Linked DNA regions of Danio rerio: region 2 is linked to region 1. Evidence: chromatin contacts called from public HiChIP or PLAC-seq data. All regions are on one chromosome and are shown on one strand. The core of a region is the stretch at or near the end of the contact, and the rest is flanking DNA. Distances in the headings are between cores, read along the strand shown.

Region 1 (5,743 bases), core at 1,527-4,026:
ACACTTGGGCGACACACTTTGCCAGTAAAGCATTATAAAACAACTTCAGGACTCAGCCTGAGCGTGGCGCAGTGTGTTTACAATAAACGGCGTTATCCATAAAACATGTGCAATTCCTAAACGATGATGTGCTAATTAAAGGAGTTTTGTGAGCCTATAAAACCCTGTTGTTCTTCTTTTGTGTGGAATATGCGAGTTAAGATGAATTGCTCTTTTTGACAGAAAACTTCACGGTTTCTTTTCAACATCAACCACATGTGGGTTTGGTAAGCGGTCAGAAATTTCTCTGGCTTTCAGGTAGACTGAGTCAGTTTACGTCTATTGTTAAAGGATTATTGCAGTACGGAGTTAAAAATTTACACTGTGTGTGAAACATTTGTAAGAGAACTTGGATGTTATATTAGAGAAGACGCAACACAGTTTGTTGTATACCTTGCCTAAAAAATTAAGGGTTTTAAAGCGAATGCAGTGCAGAATGTAATTAATAGTCATACTTGCATGCACTTTTAATTATTTTGAATTGCCAAAACTTTTTATTCTAGGTTTACTTACAGGACTATGCTTTTTTTCAAAAGGACATTGGCATTATTTTAAATAGTCGCTGAAAAACACAAGCAAAATGTGTTTTATTCTTTTTGGGTCTAGCGAGCTTGGGTAGTTTTGACATTTTTAGCATTTTGTTGGATGCTGTCTCCACCGTGTGGCCAAATGTCGTATATATGTCAGTTTATTAACTTACGTTACTTATGATATTTAAAATTATAATTATTATAATTCTTTGAAAAAAAATCGTTTCGTTTCTATATGTAGTAACTGCATTTGCGTATGAATTATATAACGTTACCCACATAAAGTTCATGTGAAACCCGTGCTAATGCGTGTTGGTTTTACGTAAGTTGATACAAAGGTACAATTGTATTTTGTTGTGTTTAAGTGATCAAAGAATAAGAAACATTAAAAAATCAACACAAGTTTAATATCACTGTAGTGTGAAGTGCAGATAGAAATATCTATATTGAGTTTTTGTGCAGTTTAAGATGGCGTCACGGTGGCCGAGAGGTTAAGGCGTTGGACTCGAAATCCAATGGGGTTTCCCCGCACAGGTTCGAATCCTGTTCGTGACGAATTTCCTTTTTGCTTTTGTGAGCCCAAGACCTCAATAAAATTACTGTTGTTGATCTGCTATAAATGCAGAAAAGATATAATAATACACACATATAATACACACACACACACATACACATATATATAATTTTATATATATATATATATATATATATATATATATATATATATATATATATATATATATATATATATCTATATATATATATATATATATAATATATATAAAGCTGAAATTTATATATATATATATATATATATATATATATATATATATATATATATATATATATATATATATATATATATATATATATATATAAAGCTGAAATTGAGAGAATTCCTTACTATCTATATGTACCAGTCATGTTTCCACATTGACTCAGAAAGCAGATGTGAGGAATTGATAACGATACTTGTCTATAAATCCTTTAAAACATTTTAGATGTTTATTTATCTGAGGGCAAAGCGTTTAAACAACTTTTTTGATATACAGCTGGGTTCATACAGCCTTTGAAATACAGTAAAATGTTTATTTGCCAGCCATCTATCGGATTACTATGAAGGGTGATGATGCAACCCAAATACCTTTGGAAATATTTGTGAACGTGTAATCAAATCATATTACACAACGTCGACAATCGTACAAGGAAATGGAGTGTGGTTATTTCCTATCCATGTGGACACATTCTTCATCTCGTCCAATCAGAATGAGCTCAATGTAACAAGAACACGGTAGAACCCAATATTTCAGTTCATAAAGCGTTTGATCCCATGTAATACTGACGATACAGTATACCAAAGAGTGAATTATTTTCACAGTCTGTTTATGCATACATGCGTTTATTGGACTGGATTGTGAGCATTTAACAGCAACAGCGCATCTCTGAACACCCCCACGAAACGGTGCGATGGCACATTCGGGAGAATTTAAAGAACTGAACACACTGGCACGGATCAGACGCTTTGTTAGTGAGGGAGAGACGGCTAGCACTGTGAAATAGAGAGTTCCCCTCTTTTGCGACATTTCTTTTATTTTATTTGTTCGTAGGATGGCTGTGCTTCACACGTAGAATACATGCTACATTAACTTCAAAGGCCAATAGGAAGTTTCGAACTGCTCATAAGGCATAAAAAGTTAGGCAGCTACAGTTATTTCGGCTGACATCCGTTTTAAATTGATCCAAGTTTCGTCGATTTAGCCTTAAATGTGTAGCAGACACGTAATGAATGATTTTCGAAAGGAAGCTGAAATGAAGAGATGCGAGTTTAGTAGTTTGAGCAGCAGTGTGTGCGCCTGTGTCTGTATTCACTGACACCGTTTTAAACGCAGCCCGCATAATAACCGGCATCTTAATGTAAAGCGATCATTTCAACTGATATTTGGTAACTTGACGTCGTGTATTGATTTGTGTACGCTAGGCTAGCCAAAAGATCTTACAAATGTGTCTGGATGCTAACCATTTTAATCAGTGACAGACTTGAAGCGAAGTCTTTAGTTTTAAGGTTTGGAGGCGGATGAACTCTAAAATGTCCTTCAGCAAAACGAGCTAAGTGTTTTTATGCGAATAACTAGTTCGTTTTATTCGTCGAGGAGGAAATATTTCCCCTTTTTACGTCCACTCCTTTAACGTTAGCTCGATGGTCAAATAAGATAAACTAACTGCCGCCGATGTTAAGCTAGTAACACTTCGGCCTTTCTTAAAGGATCTCACAACCCACATTTATTTGCCAAGTAAAGTTTATTTAGCGAACAAACAACCCACTCAGAGCACATATTTCGTTCTAAGTTAGATCGAGAAATCCTCTCACACGGCTGTGGTATTGCTAGCCGGTGTGCTAGCATCCGCCTCAGCCCTCAGAAATGTCGAATATCTCCAACGAAGCTGTGATCTTGATTAAAGATGTTAAACCCGGATCCAAAAACCTTAATATCGTCTTTATAGTTTTGGAGATCGGTAAGTGGAGATCGGCTGCTGTGTCCCTCACGACCGTGAGTTAGCACGAGCTCAGCTAATTCCTAACAGCTAACATTTAAGGGTAACATTGCGCTCGTCTCCCGTGTTGCTTTGTGCTCCGCGTAGCTTTGATTTTCACACCTCTGCTGTCGAGTAACGCAGTTATGTGTGTGTTTTAGTAGTTTTGTAACGCTTGATAATTTACACTGAACTTTGTTGTGCACGCGCAGGTCGGGTGACGAAGACAAAGGACGGGCACGAGGTGCGCTCGTGTAGAGTGGCGGATAAGAGCGGCAGCATCGCCATCTCTGTGTGGGATGAGCTGGGCAGCCTCATCCAGCCCGGGGACATCATCCGCCTTACGAGAGGGTACGAGACGCCTCTTTACACTCTTGCTTTTATTTAGACCTCACTGGGCTGTCAGTAGATTGTCCAAGTGCTTGTTCCACTGGTCTTGTGTAAGACGTCACCACTATCAAATGTGCATGTGCAAAGAAAATAGTTCTGATTTGGCTTCATATATTTGTGTCTAGGTATGCTTCGATCTGGAAAGGGTGCCTTACACTGTATACTGGACGAGGAGGAGATCTACAGAAAATAGGAGAGTGAGTATTAAATGCATCCCTTTAAGAATTTATTCGTTTTACATTTTCATGATTCTTTTATTTCTCAACATTAATAAATAACGGTGTACTTGGCACATGAACAAATTAAAATTCACCTTTTTGTCAGTAATATAATCTACAGAGTGCATTAGTGACTGGCAACTTTTGCAGCAAGCACTGGCCCATGGCAATAAATGAAAAATCTTAATACTTGTAGTTCTGCATGTCATTGAGTGTGACAACATAAATTATTGGCTGAATCTGTAATTTCAGTGCATGTTAACAATAATAGTTTTGACTTGAGAGCATGGGCATACTCCATACAGTGTTTTAGGTGACTGCTGAATATCTGCTTTGGCACATTTTGCTATAATGCAGCACTGACTGGTGGTTTGTGTGTGTCATTATGAAATGTATTATAAACACTTTTCTTAAGTAAATGTATAAGTCTCCATTTTATTACCTAGATTTTTGTTTGTTTTTTTTGACTGAAAATTGGTCTTGGTGGGATTTCTAATAAAGATTTGTCATTAATAATCATACTGACCTGGGCAAAAGCATGTTTCGGGAGAAAATGATGCCAGCAACACTAATGTCATTGGTTTTGATTTTACAGGGATTAAATGAATTGGTAACATGTGCACCTTCTGCCAAATACATGTTTAAGTAAAAGAGACATTCAGAGGCATGTTTCCTCAGTGTTGGAGCCCTCATAGTGTAATGTCTTTCACAGATTCTGTATGGTGTATTCTGAGGTTCCAAATTTCAGTGAGCCTAATCCTGAGCTGCTAGCACAAGCTAACCAACAGAACAAGACGGTGAGCCCAGTGTTCCTGATCATACGAAATTGCTTTTCCATGTGTAAAATTTCCTCAACGTGCAGAATCATCTGCATGCCTAAAATTTGCTGCACTTATAGTGGAAAACATAAAAATGAAGGAGTCTGTAAAACAAGCTTTAGCCTTGTTTAGAACCATTTATTCTGAATGTGACTAGCAAGAATTTGGTTTCACTTCTGCTGCGCATGCAAATACAGAGTTATATTTTAAGCTGTGAACAGCATGAGCTTTGCTGGTTTATTATTAAAAGACCATGACATTTATCTTTTATCCTCTTGGCAGAGTAAAGAACAGCGTGGAAATTCTCCACCAAATCAAAATGCAGGTACTCCTGTGCAGACAGGTGAGTAAATATGGCTAATACTTCACACAGTCTGTCCAACTACGGTGACAGATGCTAATTTTGTAGCACTAGCATAATGGTTTTGAGTCTGGAGTCGTTCAATCTCAAAAAAAAAAAAAAAAAAAGCCATTTTGTAAGCATACTGCAAGTTGTTTCTGATTAGATGTGTCTACTAAATGACACAACAAAGTTTTGCTTTAGGGTAAATGAGTAGAACTTCTTTTTCGCCTAAATCCCTTTTCAGTTTACTCTTCTGAAAGTGGTATTGGATTAATATTTGAATGGACAGCATGCTTTCATTCCATAACAAAAAGCATCTCTAATGTTTCATTGCCACAGTCCAATGGTAGTTCAAAGATGCTTATCTGTGGGAGTAAGTCTTCTGTAATGTTCACTTTGCCAAATTGTCAAATTTCCAATTTAATTTAGCAATGTCTTTAATGTTACCATTTTGTTCTTCAGGTGAAGTATAACAGGGCCTTAAATATTTTCTCTCTACTGGTCACTTTGTACAATTTGTTTATCACTAAAATATTTAAATTGTGTTTCAATCAGGTAATGGAACTGTGCCAGTGTTTTCCAATAACAATGCTGCACCTGTGCCACGGGATCCAAACTTTGGGGCTTCAGGAAGACCAAATGGGCGTGCTCCAGGCAATGGACCACCCCCAGTAACTGCAGGGGGAACCCCTGCTCCACCCAAACCCACAGTCAGCATTAGCAATGGCAGGGACCCAAGAAGGGCTTCAAAGAGATGAGACTTCAAAACCATTTCCATGTTCCCACTCCTTTCTAAAATTCATCCACAAACCATCCTTACAGAACACAAAACAATACTGCCAAAAGATACGAGGTTTAATGCTACTGTTTTGC
Region 2 (5,880 bases), core at 181-2,680, 200 kb before region 1:
TAACTTAATTTTATAAGTTATGCCAGCTGTTTTAAGTCAATTTAACACAATATAAGTTCAAAAGACTAATAAGGTTAATTTTATTCAGCTTAAAAATTTAAGGCAAACGGGATATTTTTATAATGTACTTGTACGCATTATATTTTGTTATATAGCCTAAACCGTTTTTTTGTGTGTTTGAATGATGTTTTGGTCGTGCGCCTTTGCGTGCCTGGGCGCAATTAAACTAAACTTTGGCTACTGTTTTTTCGTGTTAAGTACAATTACAGCACTAAGATAAAATTGTAAGTGAGAAATAAGAAAAGATTTAGAAATAAAAAGGCGTTTAAATGTGAAAAAAGGGCAATAAAACGCATGCAAGCGAGCTTCATTCAGCTATATCCAAACGAGACATGCAAGTGGTGGTTGAGAGGTAGTGCGTTATCTATAACGCTTTGTGAAAGTAGCTTCTTATGGGAAGCGTCATGTCGTTAAATGTCGTCAAAATGCCATCTGAACTGTTCAGCTCGCACTCATATTCATTTCCAACGCCGCGAGCGTTTTCAAGCACACACAGTCGAGTCGTGAACTCCGCCTTGTCTCTCTGTTCTCTTCATCCTCCGATTTAAGACTTTTGTTTAGGACACCGGGATCATTTCACAACATAGCAAGTTTCCGATCGATTTCTGCTGCCATCGTGCTCAGAGCAGCAGTGCTCAATTACTGGGAGGACTTTCTCGGCATGGTCCTTCGCCCACGCGTTTGCAAAGCAAAGCCCTGTTAAAGTGGACTACGGGATACACTGTTCTACACTGGCCGTCGATATGCTCGCGCTGGACCATCGCCTCGCTCCTGACACTCCTGCATCCCTGTCCACCAATCAGAGCCGCGGCATCGTCCCGCCCCTCCCGACTCCTCGAGGACACGTGATCTGAAGCGGTCTGGAAACCTGCCGCTTGCCTTCAGTGCGTTATTGTGGTTCACAGGTACAGAGGAATGGCCCTCCGCGAGACTCTGACAAACTCACGGCTCTGCGCGAGCGCACGGACTGAGGACGCAGGACAGTCTCTCTAACCGGCGCTTCGGTGGATGTTGTAACTTCGGCATGTCACTCGAATGGGATATATGATTTTTGCCCCATTTGTGGTTCTCAAGCCCCCCTTGGCGTATTTTTATTTTTGCCTTGATTTCTGAGCATCTCGCTTACCCACTTTCCTCCCGATACCATCCCCTCCCCTGTCATCGCACCCAGACCTCTCTCATTCCGCATCTGCACCCTCTCGCTTCGGGCGGATCCTCGCTCTTGTCATCCAGAAACAACTGCTTCATGGGGCACATTCCCACCGTCGGAAAATGTCCCTTACTTGGCATTTAAGCGCACCCGCAAAGTTGACAACATTGGGACACGGGCAGTCGTTGCGCGTCTGTGAGCTGTGTTGGGGGAACTGAGATGGGTGTCTCGGTGGCGGCGGCCCTACACGAGCCCCGAAGTCCGCACCAGTGGAGCCGGATAGTGGGACACTGGGTATGGATTGCAGTCTTGTCCTTTCTCGCCACTTTCCCGGTGCAACAACTTGGTGCGTTCCCGTCCTCTCTCAGCGACTGTCAGACTCCAACTGGATGGAACTGCTCGGGTAAGATGTTCAAGTAGCGCTGAAAGGAAAACGGTTTGACGTTTCCTTGGCTACGGAAAACGGCTGTTTATCATACAAGTCGCATAAGTTACAGACCTAAAATAATGTGTGGTGATGCACGCTTTTGCGGTTCACTGCTGCTAGAAAGATGCTGAAGAGCTGCTTCAGGCAGTCTCCTGCGGGTCTATTTCCGTTACGGTGTAAATAGTTATTTGTTTTCATATTTGACATCTTTTCAAATCGTGCGCTATTGATAGTCTCAATGCCGTAAATAATACATCCCAAGTTAATATTCACCTGAAATGACAGTTGCATGCCGTCGATGTAATCGCTGTTCACTGCAGTAAAGTCGAAACTGTCTGTTATGGTTTTGGATGAGCTATATGGCACGTTCTTGTTCACAGGGATGAAACAATGTTCAGTTTACTAACAGTCGCTGATGCAACATTTCATAAGTGATCAGCTTTTCAAGTTTATTATGTTCAAAAGAAAACAGATAGTTTATCATTAGCTTCTAATGATCCTAAAAACACACACACACAGGATGATAAATGGCTAGTTCATATCTGTAACGTTATCTAGATGTTTATTCTCATTTAGACAGTCTGAACCAGCCTTGTTGTTTTCTGGTTTAAAAAACAACGCTTGTTTACGTGACCACGGTTGTGTTTTTAACTTTTTATGTAGATGAAAATGACACAACAAACATCCACAGGTGCCCACTATGTTTTGCATCAGTACATGTAACATAAAAAAGTCATTCACACTGGCAGAATTTTACAATATAGCCTAATTTGTTTATAAAAATAGTTTTACATGATGTGTTTTAGCATTAAGCTGACTATGCTGCGCTAACGAACAAGTATTATTTAAATTGAAAATGTTTCACTCTGAAATACTCCATCATATTATTGGCAACAATTGCATAGAGTCGGCAGAATAATCTGCGAGCATCAGTCCACTGTAGACTCGGATATTAAGTGGGTTTTGATTTGGATTGCGGTCGACCTCTCACCCTCACTGTCAGAGCGCCGTTCAGATGATTGCGGATGCACGTGAAATAATCATCAAGCGCGCCCCGAGGCGGGAGAGACGCGCGGAACTCGCTGCATACTTGTTCTCAGTTTCCCGCCGTGGCGCCTGACTATCAATCAGCAGGTCACCGTGGGCAATTAGGTGTCGTTCCAAAACGTCTATCCTTGCCTCTTGCTTGCACTTTGTGTATACAACTCATGTTAATGGCATGCAGGAGACGTGGGAAGCTCTACCACAGGCATGTCTGAGGGCCACTTTAGTGTCTTCGTGATTTACAAAAAGAAGTGTTGATAATGTAGGATGTATTCCCCCTGTAAATCCTTAACACTGTCATACTGCCATCGCTGAGCAATAAACAGAACATTAATTGGCAGAATCAAGCATGTTTGCTGATAATGGTCTATTATTGTATTACTATACAGACAGTGTTTTTAATTATAAAGTGAGTTTATATAGCTTATCTGACTGTCCTCGGTGTCACTTAAAAACCTTTAATGACAGAAATAAAAAAAGCTGCCACTGTTTTGTCACAGCTGCAAGCACTTTCTTTTACATTAAAGTAATATAAAAAATATTTTGTATTAAATAAAGGAAGTCTTAGGGTGATATAATAAAGATAAGATGAGGGCGAGTAAAGAATGGTAAGATTGACATTTTAGGTCAGCTATCACTTTAGATAATGTGTTAAGATTAATGCAAGTTTATAGACAAACACACAAACAAAAATCATCACCCATTAAGAGGGGTATCTGGGTGCGTTATGGAAAAGGGGGAAAAAATGCAGGTTCCTACTGACTGAATATAGTTTACATCTCCAGCATTATGCGCTGAACACAGCAATAATGTCCAGCAAAACAAATGCAAGCCAGCTGTTTAGTCAACAATCCTAACCTGCGGCCATTGGCAGTGGACACAACTGTTGTGAGTGCTTTTGCATTGCATCTATCTTATTACTGAAGCAATGATTTGAGTTCAGCGTCAGCTCTGTAAGCTATTTGTATCAATTTTATACAGCTGCTGCCTCAAAAATAAGTCACTGTCAGTAAGCTTTTATTTGTATTGTTCATAGATATCAATAGCTCTCTTTTAGAGACTTTTTTTGCAGCGCTGGCTCACTTGAAGGCTTTTGCATATCAGCTGCAAAGGAGGCGAGACGAACACAAGCAAAGTATGCAAGAGGAGACAGCAGACTTTTATGAATTCAAAGAGACATAACAACCAACTTTTTATAGTTCAGTTAAACTCCTAGAGGAATAGATCATTTAAACATGAAATCCTGTAATCATTTACACTCAGTAATGTCATTCCAAACCTGTATTGCTGACTTTAGAATGCAAAATTGGCATACGTGAATTTTATTTTATTATATCGTATATATCATATACGATATATATATATCGTATATCATATATATATTTATAAAGTCAGTCAAGTCCAATGTTGTTTGTACATTTTCAAGATATGGTATATTGTGTTCCATAAAATAATATTATTTATGCTGATTTATAAGACAAGAGAATAAGAAAATGATCGATGACTTCATTTCAATTCTTGGCTAAAGCATTGTTTTAGTTTTAGTAAATTAGTTACAAAAACTTCAGGTTTTCAGTTACTTCATTTCTAAGGAATGGTTTAGTGTAAAAGGGAAAATTCATAACAGATTCTGTTTCTGAACAGACTCTTTTGCCTTACACCTTACAGAAATGCTAAAATAAAAAAAATAAAAAAACTGTCAACTGATAACAATATCCTGGGGTTTGAATTCCAGCTCTTTAATGGGTTGACAAGTGGTCTGATATCTCACTCACAGGAGTTGTCTACACTTCACCTTTAGAATATTTGTGTTTCTGCCAGCTTGCTTCTTTCAATTATTCACCTCACTGGCAAGGCAGAAATAACAATCTGCATCTCCCCTGATACTCTCCAGTTTGGCACATTTTGAGACATAACATTGGCTCACACTTCTCGTTTGTTTTGATAAAATTACGACACTCTCAAGGAGAGCAAGGAGACCTGCAAAACCAGGTGTTTGAGCCAAGAGAAGTTTCTTATTTCACTGCGGACGGGAGAAACAAGCAGCTGGATGTAGCACCGACAACACCCTTAATTAGGACTTTTAGCGCTCCGTTACTGATGAAGTGGAGGTTGTTAGACACTTATCATTTTCATGAAAGACTTAATAATTAGCACCATCTTATGTTTTTTTTTTTTTTTGTACTGTATGTTGTAAGGTTCCGTGCACATTCTCTAAACTGATTGCATAAATCAGCACTTCACCTTGTCACAGTAAAGCTACAGCTGCAACTTGCAACCCATTTGTTTTAAATTGCATCCATTAGCCTCTAAATAGCTTTTATGCAAAAGTGGCCAAGTCACAGGACAAATTATGCTGCTCCCAACATCCATCCCAAAGCAGTTACCAAGGTTATACTGATTATAAAGTTCTTTACTGATCTTTTTCTTAAATACTTGTTTGGATATAACTTCACCTTGGGGGGCAATATGCAAATATTTGGCCTTATTTGGGTATATAGAGTTTTCCTAAAGTCGCAATGAAGTAGATGTGCAGTGTGATGTACACTTAAGTATAATGCAATATGAACAAAAAAGGGAGTAATTGGTGCTATCAATCAGCTGTTCATTGAATTTTCGATAGTCATTCTAAGCTGTCTATTGCTGTTAAAATTAAACATATACCTAAATGTAAATGTATATAATTTCACAATAAGATTTTGTTTAAGAAAATGTTTACTTACAGTTGAAAAGTGTCTACAGAAAACTACAGAGCTGTTTGGTTTTGTTAACTTTGGAAGCATCTGTGCATACAGTGGCCATTTTTTTGGCAATTCTAATTGTATTACATGATAAACAAAAGGAATTATTAAATATTTTATTTTAATTTAAATCTTGTTTCAGAGAGGCTTGATGACTGAATTTAGTGATGTATGGACTGAACCTTCAGAAATGCTGTAAATTCTGTAACACTCTACATTATTATATTTTGTATTTGTGTTTTGTAATAAATTCAAAGTGTTCTGGTCTGTTTGAGATATACAGGCTTGCAGACCCACACACTTTTCAGGCCACTAGTTTCAGACAGGGGTGCACCATATATGAGTAATCATTAATTAGTCGCGGTTTTGTATCATTAAATGAACTATCCCCGGAATGTCAACATGAATTATATTTAAAGTATTTATTAGCAATACACAAAATGCCGGCAGCTCGCTCT

The links. HiChIP or PLAC-seq counts read pairs in DNA pulled down with a chosen protein or histone mark.
Region 2: an H3K4me3 HiChIP or PLAC-seq map of gastrula embryo shows a contact between it and region 1, with 2.2 times the contacts expected there. The contact joins the promoter of tmeff2a here to the promoter of nabp1a in region 1. A contact is called at or near these places in 1 of 18 Hi-C or Micro-C datasets (an unstated tissue) and 1 of 4 datasets of contacts at active chromatin or transcription factors (gastrula embryo).

Annotation. Positions count from the first base shown.
Region 1 is chr9:25,837,304-25,843,046 of GRCz12tu, reverse strand. It overlaps nabp1a (nucleic acid binding protein 1a), which reads left to right and starts at 2,776. Exons shown (of 6, transcript NM_001008643.1): 1 at 2,776-3,083; 2 at 3,314-3,452; 3 at 3,617-3,688; 4 at 4,422-4,506; 5 at 4,810-4,852; 6 at 5,426-5,743. The coding sequence starts at 2,990. The coding sequence ends at 5,628. trnas-cga (transfer RNA serine (anticodon CGA)) reads left to right here and starts at 1,043; the gene lies at 1,043-1,124. It also overlaps a transcript of ftcdnl1 not described here.
Region 2 is chr9:26,031,698-26,037,577 of GRCz12tu, reverse strand. tmeff2a (transmembrane protein with EGF-like and two follistatin-like domains 2a) reads left to right here and starts at 1,430. Exons shown (of 10, transcript NM_001128365.1): 1 at 1,430-1,613. The coding sequence starts at 1,430.